2 separate regions of the Mus musculus genome follow, and region 1 is linked to region 2. A link is a contact called in public Hi-C data. All regions are on one chromosome and are shown on one strand. The core of a region is the stretch at or near the end of the contact, and the rest is flanking DNA. Distances in the headings are between cores, read along the strand shown. Region 1 overlaps LOC115485926 (a long non-coding RNA gene). Region 2 has its middle 60 kb from the start of 1700108F19Rik.

Region 1 (3,037 bases), core at 184-2,683, 130 kb after region 2:
TGATCCGAAGGCCAAAGGAAAAGAATTGTGAGTCACTGAGCCTGGGCTTAGCGTCTCAGAGCCTGCCTCCACAGTGACATACTTCCTCCTGTAAAGCCACACCCACTCCAATCAGGCCACACCCCCTTGTAGCATCACTCCTTATATGGGCCAAGTGCTCTAACACATGTGTCTACGGGGGCCTTATCTATTCATAGCTCCACAACTGAGAGATGTGGGACAGGAACTGATGAGCAGAAGCTTTGTCACCCCAACAGAGGTTGGCGACTGCCTTCTTGGTCACCAAGACACAACAACATGACATACAAAGTCAGTAGAAAACATTTGTTTTTGTATGTGGGTGTGCATGAACAGGAATGTGTGTGTAATCTAAGCCAGAGGACAACCTTGGGTTTTGTTCCTCAGGATCTGTATACCTTGGTTTTTAAGCAGTGTCTGTCCCTCAAATGGTCTTGGGGCTTGCCAGGTAGGCCGGGCTGGATGACCAGTGTGCCCTAGAGACCGACATTTCTCTGCCTCCCCAGTGTTGGGATTACAAACATGAGCTGCCATACTGGTTTGATTTGGTTTTTATTACCCAGAGTACTGAGCTCAGGTCTGCATGCTTGTGTTGCAAGCAGTTTACCAATAGCTCTCACCCCAGCCCCCGCCCCCAACCCCAGAAAGCATTTTTAAGAGCAGGTGTATCCAAATGGGTCCTGTGATGTGCTCACTGGCGAGGGATCACTGAAACGCGCTGACCTCTAAGGCTTAGCACATTAAGGAGCAGGGCACTCTGAATGATGAAGATTAGCGGTAGTGACTATGGCCACTGACACTCAGCCCCTATCCCAACTAATCATTTCCAAGTGGAGTTATTTCTAGTTAGGCCATAACTCATTTTAGAATAGGTTTGATATAGAATAGGTCTTCTGCTCACCAGAAAGAAAATATGTTCTGCATTTTCCACTAAAGCCAGACTATGGAGAAATGACTAAAAGAGGAAGAGACTGCCCCCGGCCCCTCCCTCTTTACTTACTGGGTCCTTTAATTTTTTGCTTAACTGTGACCTCTTCTGGGCCCTATCCAGCCATCCCTCTCTCAGTCCTTGGCCCACCTATAACACTGCCCATGCAATTATCACTTTATGACAATGATTTTTAATATGTATATGACCCCTGCTACACTTTCTTCTACATGAATGCAAACAGTGTCTTATCTATGCACCCCTACATCCTGGTGTAAAGCAAACAACCATCAAGAAAGATACGCTAAATGTGATTGCCTTCTGCAAGCTAAAATATGCCACGTAGAGCTACCCAGTCAGAAGAGCCAAGACCTGGGCTGTGCAGGCAAAGCTGGTCTGTTTTCACTTGAGTACCAGGCCTCATGTTCCTATCCATCTGCCAAGCTTGCAACCCAGATTCCCTCTGAGCCTATTTGCTTGGTCTGACTGTAAACACCGTTCTCGCTCTGACCCAGATCCGCTGTCTCTTCTCGTTCCAGCTTAGCAGGGTCCCCAGTTTGGCCTCATCCATGAAACATGATGTGTGCCTACGGTAACCCTGGTGAAGAGCCAGGTGGGGCAAGCCGGCACTGCCAAGTCCCAGGGTGACATCCAATTCTCCTGGCTATTCTGTTGGGCTACTGGGAGGAGCAAGAGGAATAAGCATTCAGAGGAGGGCTGGGTTGGATATCTAAAGCATGGCTCCCAGTGAGCCTTGCAAGGAAGGAGGTGCAGACACGGTGCAGAAAGGAGCCCAGGTAGTCTGGTTATGATGGCCGGCTGCCCCTATAGCTGTGTCCTCCATCTTGGTGGGATGGACAAGACTGTGTTAAGGAAAGGAAAAAATAGGAAAGGTACATAGGTAGGTTCTAAAAAGGTAAGAAAATTGTATATGTATATGTGTATGTATATGTATATCTATCCACAATGACAATCTTATTGCCTCCTGAGAAAGGATTGAATAGTTGACCCCAAATGATACAGTCATGCCTTAATCCCTGGCACCTGTGCACATGAACTTATTTGTAAATAGTGTCCTTGATGGAATAATTAAATCAAAGGGATTTAAAGTATCTAGAATTTGCAATGAATTCTAAACCTGGGGACAGGTGTTCTTGTAAGAAAAAGGCAAGAAGGAATTTTGGACAGGCATGCAGAGACCAGAGGCTGTGGGAAGAGAAAACTGGAGCGAGGCATGATGCTGCCAAAAGTCACAGGGTGCTTACGGCCACCATGTTTGTGGTACTTTGTCATGGTAATGCCAGAAGAGTAAAGCCCCACAATGATTTTTCAGAGAACTCTTTACAGGGCATGTAATGGGCTGTTTGGACTCCTAAAGAAGGTCATCAGAACCTTAGGGAATGGCAGTAATGTTACCAGGGTCGTTAGAGTCAGAGCCCAGGCCCTGGAAGCCCCAATAAGAAAGGCTTGACCATCCATCATCAATAGGCTAATGCAAGAGACAGCAGATTGGAAAATCAGAGAAAGGGGATTTGATATTTGATACAGTCACATTAGAAAGAGAAATAAATAAACAGGGCCAATGACCTCTATTCTCATAATCCTCACACAAGGTTCAGGATTAAATGGAGACCTAGAGGGAGGCATAACCAAGCAGTCTTGGTCAAGGTGTGGTCCTGCACTGTCTCAGCATCTGTCTCTCCTAAGAAGTGATCTGGTATGTAGTCAGCACTGTGTAAAATGTTTTCTTCTGGGAGACAAGCCCTCTACCCACCACACACAGAGAGACACACAGACACAAACACAGATACAGACAGACAGATAGACAGACAGACAGAGAGAGAGAGAGAGAGAGAGAGAGAGAGAGAGAGAGCAATCTAGCTGGCACTAGGGCCTTTTCCTTTTCCAGCATGAGGCTCCTGGCATTTCCCCAGAGTCTCTGGGAAATTCCAGTTCCTGAGGGGGCCATTGTTGCAGTAGTCTGAGGGCTGAAGTGGGGGTGGGCACAAGTGTCTCTCTTAAAATCTCTCCATCCTTGCCAGTGCGATTACAATGAAGACATAAAGGGAAGTGGCTGGTCCAGAAGCATGG
Region 2 (3,536 bases), core at 972-3,471:
TTGCTGAATACCGTTTATTTACTTAGGCTTCAAAATGGCCCTTCAAGGGGTGTTAATCAGCTCACTCCATCAGCTGGATTTCTTTGAGGAGGCAACCCTAAGTTTAGTCAGCAGTTTGAATCCCAGTAGTCTCATTTGCTGCTGGGTGACCTTGAATAGGTTTCTAAGCTCCTTGGCCTCAGTTTCTGTTCTGTGAAGGAAGGGACAGCAGAGTGTCTTACTGAGCAAAAACAACAAAATGATCCCATTAGCAGATCCGTGGCTCTGGCTTATCAGTTGCTGTTGCTGTTGTCTTCTTCTTCTGCCGTATCCTTTCTTCAATGACTACTCACTGTTCTCGTGCCCTTGGGCAGCACCCTGACCCCTCTTATCTCCACTGTTATTCAACCAGCCCCCACTTTACACAGCTGAGTCCCACAACCTCAAAATTCTGTTAGGAGTTCACACCCTCACCTCCCTAACTATTCAGCAAATTCCTAATCTTCCTTTAAAACAGAGCGCCTAAGGGTTTCTTTATCCTTCAAGTATCCTTTCCTCCGGCATCTCTGGGTGTGTCTGTATGGTGACATTCATTGCGCTATCTTCTATTGTCTATTTTCTGATAATTGGCCTCTAACAGAATCTGGGCCCTATGTGAATACAGATCTGTTTGGTTTGGTTTTACAGCTCCACTTGCAGTGTGGGTTTTGGGCATGTGGAAAGTTCTCTGATAAATATTTCTTAACCGGATGGATCTATATCTGTGTTACTCATCAGGCAAAGACTCAAATGGCCTGAAAAGTCACTTTACATGGCAAATATCTGCCACCATTGGGCTAGGTTAGGTTTCAGCAGCCCTGTGGGAGGAGGAGCTTATGTGGCCGTGGTCAACTTAGGAGGTGCACACTGTGGAATTCCCAAATCCGCAGACACACTCACCAGTCATGGTTCTGAATGACACCCTCACTTCAAAGGACAGAGTTGCTAGAGGCTACCGTGCTCAGCTGCACATGGAAAGCATGCTGGGGACAAGCCCCAGAGAGGAATCCCTAAATTATATGGGTGGTGGCTGCAACGGAGGAAGTGATTAATCTCCCACAAGGAGAGTTTTGAAAGTGATTGCATTGACTCTGATGATTAAATTGTGATGTAACTGTCTAAAAAAAAAAAAGAAAAGAAAAATAGATAGGTGTTTTAGCACATCACTAGGTTCAGGGATATGGGGTGTGCCTAGTGGGGGTGGGGCTTGGAATAGCTAAAAGTTGAATTCTATAGCAGACAGGAACTGGCTTGAGAGGTGAAAGGGATGCGACTTGAGCTAGCTAAACTCTTCTGTGGTAGGCAGGAGTCAGCGTGAGAGAAGGGGGACAGAAAGGGCTGGGGACTTCTTGCTCCAGGTCTCTTCCTTGCTAATCTACTAGGGTCTGACTTCCTAAAGATGTCTCCAGAACCTGTCCAAAATGATACCAGCAGTTGCGGATGAAGACACTAACCCACGAGCCTGGGACGGTGAGGTGCTGTGGACAGCAGAGGAAAACTTCTAAAGACATACAACAGCTGGGAACCCTTCAATTCTCAGCAGCCAGGAAAGGGGCGCACTATGTAGTAACACCTCTGGCAGAATACCTCTGCACATGTATGGGTCCAGTAAATGTCTTCTCTTGGTGCCTACCCGTGCCTGGATCCTTGGTCCTTTGGAAGACGTGGTTCCCTCCAGTGAGCTGTCTTTAGCTTCCCCAGTATAGGGGGAGCCCTCTACTTAAATAGTGCAGACACTTTATCTTTATCCTACCTGATGGGAGCCAGATTTCATTTCCATTTGTTTCCTGTTGCACCAAGTGTGGTAGCTAGTTCATAGGGGTTCATCGTATACTGAATGTTCAAAGATGCTTCAGCCCAAAGGCAAAAGGCTTTAGCTGCAGATCCATGTATCTTGTGTATTGCCTGCCCAGCGCTCTTGGGTTATCGGACCCTCCCTAGCTTGGCAATGTCCTTTGGGATTGTTTTTTCTCCGATAATGAAGATAACCTTTTCTGTGTCGCTTTGTGTGCTTCTAGCACAGGTTCCCCCAGTAAAATAATTGTAGCAATTCCATCCAGGAGGCTTTGAGCTGTCCAGTGTCCAACTTCCCAGATCAGTGTCGGGCCTGCGAATTTAGGCCTTGAGTGATGTATTTGACGTGCTTATGAATACGTGCATCTGCTGTGCTGTGGCCTGCAGCCAGGCTGCAATTCCGAGCCTGCCTTCTGGACTGTGTTTTTTGAGAAGCCCCGCTTAGGAAAGCTTGCCAATGGTTCACAGTAGAGCCGAGTAGCAAGACACCGAGGAACTTGCTTCGTGGAATCTTCTTTTGTCCTTAAAAGTGCCTGGAGATTGTCTCTGCTAACACACTGAAGGATATGTGTGTGTGTGTGTGTGTGTGTGTGTGTGTGTGTGTGTGTGTCACACACCAGGCTATCAAGGGCTTGAAAAGGCTGTTTTGCACTGTGGACTGTGACTTGCAAGCCTTGGCTTGTGGGTGTTTGGGACCAGAGCAAAGAGTGGTGGGGTCAGAAAGGAGTTTGTCTTCTGGCCAAGGACAGCATTTTTTTTTTTCTGTTCTTTTGAAAGAGTTATCTAGGACAGCATGTGCTATACCATGCTCAGCCACCTGATATGTCCTAGGCTGGTTGGATTCATGCCTGACCCTGTGTATTTTAATCAAGCCTGATTCCCTTGAAAAGGTTCCTGGTGGATGGGGAGATGGGCATCTCAAAGCCCCTGTTGCTGATGTGGCAACAGTGAGTTTTTATAGTCAATACCTGAGATGGGCCGAGGGTCCCACCATGTGACTTACTGAAATGAGTTTTAGAACAATAGTTAATTCTGATGCTTTCTCCCCGTGAGGGTCTGCACTCAGGTGTTTTCTTTGAGCTAAGCTACTTGCTGGCCAGAGACAACCAGATAGGTAACCTGGGTGCCCATTTGAGACCAGTGCTATCCGTGATGTTGGATGTAAGTCTGGACATGCTGAGCAGGACATGGTCAAGGCCTTTTCTGAGCAGTTGATGCCAGGTTCTTCCCTGACACTTCATTCCGGTTCATACAAGATGCAATCAGCCAGCAGCCAGAGTCTGCCCACAGCACCCGGCTTGTTTCTCCTTTGCCCTTTGCTTCTTGTTCTCTGCAGGGGTCTCCAACCCTCTGGTTGTCTGCGGTCTAAGTAAACCAAGGCACTGTTTGTGATTACTTCATTTTCTGAAAATTCCCATTTTGGCTCGGTCTGCATTTCTTGATTTACGCTCGTTAATTTCATCTGACTTGGCTAGCTCGTGTTCCCTTGGACATATGATCTTTATGAATAAAACATTCAAGGGCCAAATGTTTTTCTGTGAGGACTCCATGGGACACCACTGAGAGCTGACCTGGAGCATTGGAGCAGGGTCGGGCGGTGCCTCTCCCTCGGCCTGAGGACCAGGAAACAGCTGTGGTGTCCTGGGGAAAACCTCAGATCTAGACTTGCTTTAGAGTGTTTCTCCAATTAGTTAGATCCTCAACCACGCACACAGCTTTCCTGT

The links. Hi-C and Micro-C count contacts between places; a contact is called where the count stands out from the background.
Region 1: a contact with region 2 is called in a Hi-C map of cerebellum, with 1.7 times the contacts expected there. The contact joins two enhancer-like sites. A contact is called at or near these places in 1 of 39 promoter capture datasets (the C10 cell line), 1 of 15 datasets of contacts at CTCF or cohesin (embryonic stem cells), 30 of 484 Hi-C or Micro-C datasets (the 63-12 cell line, the AtT-20 cell line, the C2C12 cell line and 16 more), 12 of 115 datasets of contacts at active chromatin or transcription factors (astrocytes, cardiomyocytes, a colorectal cancer cell line and 5 more) and 1 of 9 other capture datasets (embryonic stem cells).

The regions. Positions count from the first base shown.
Region 1 is chr14:76,747,923-76,750,959 of GRCm38.p6, forward strand. LOC115485926 (a long non-coding RNA gene) reads left to right here. Exons shown (of 3, transcript XR_383616.1): 2 at 2,989-3,037. Among named protein-coding and RNA genes, the nearest start is that of 4930431P22Rik, 11 kb to the right of the region's middle. Within about 2 kb of position 1,434, at least 14 of the 459 cell types and tissues checked have an H3K27ac peak or open chromatin away from gene starts, as enhancers often do. A contact at or near this core is called in cerebellar granule neurons and cerebellum, where this site is marked.
Region 2 is chr14:76,615,475-76,619,010 of GRCm38.p6, forward strand. No RefSeq gene overlaps it. Among named protein-coding and RNA genes, the nearest start is that of 1700108F19Rik, 60 kb to the right of the region's middle. Within about 2 kb of position 2,222, at least 49 of the 459 cell types and tissues checked have an H3K27ac peak or open chromatin away from gene starts, as enhancers often do. A contact at or near this core is called in cerebellar granule neurons and cerebellum, where this site is marked.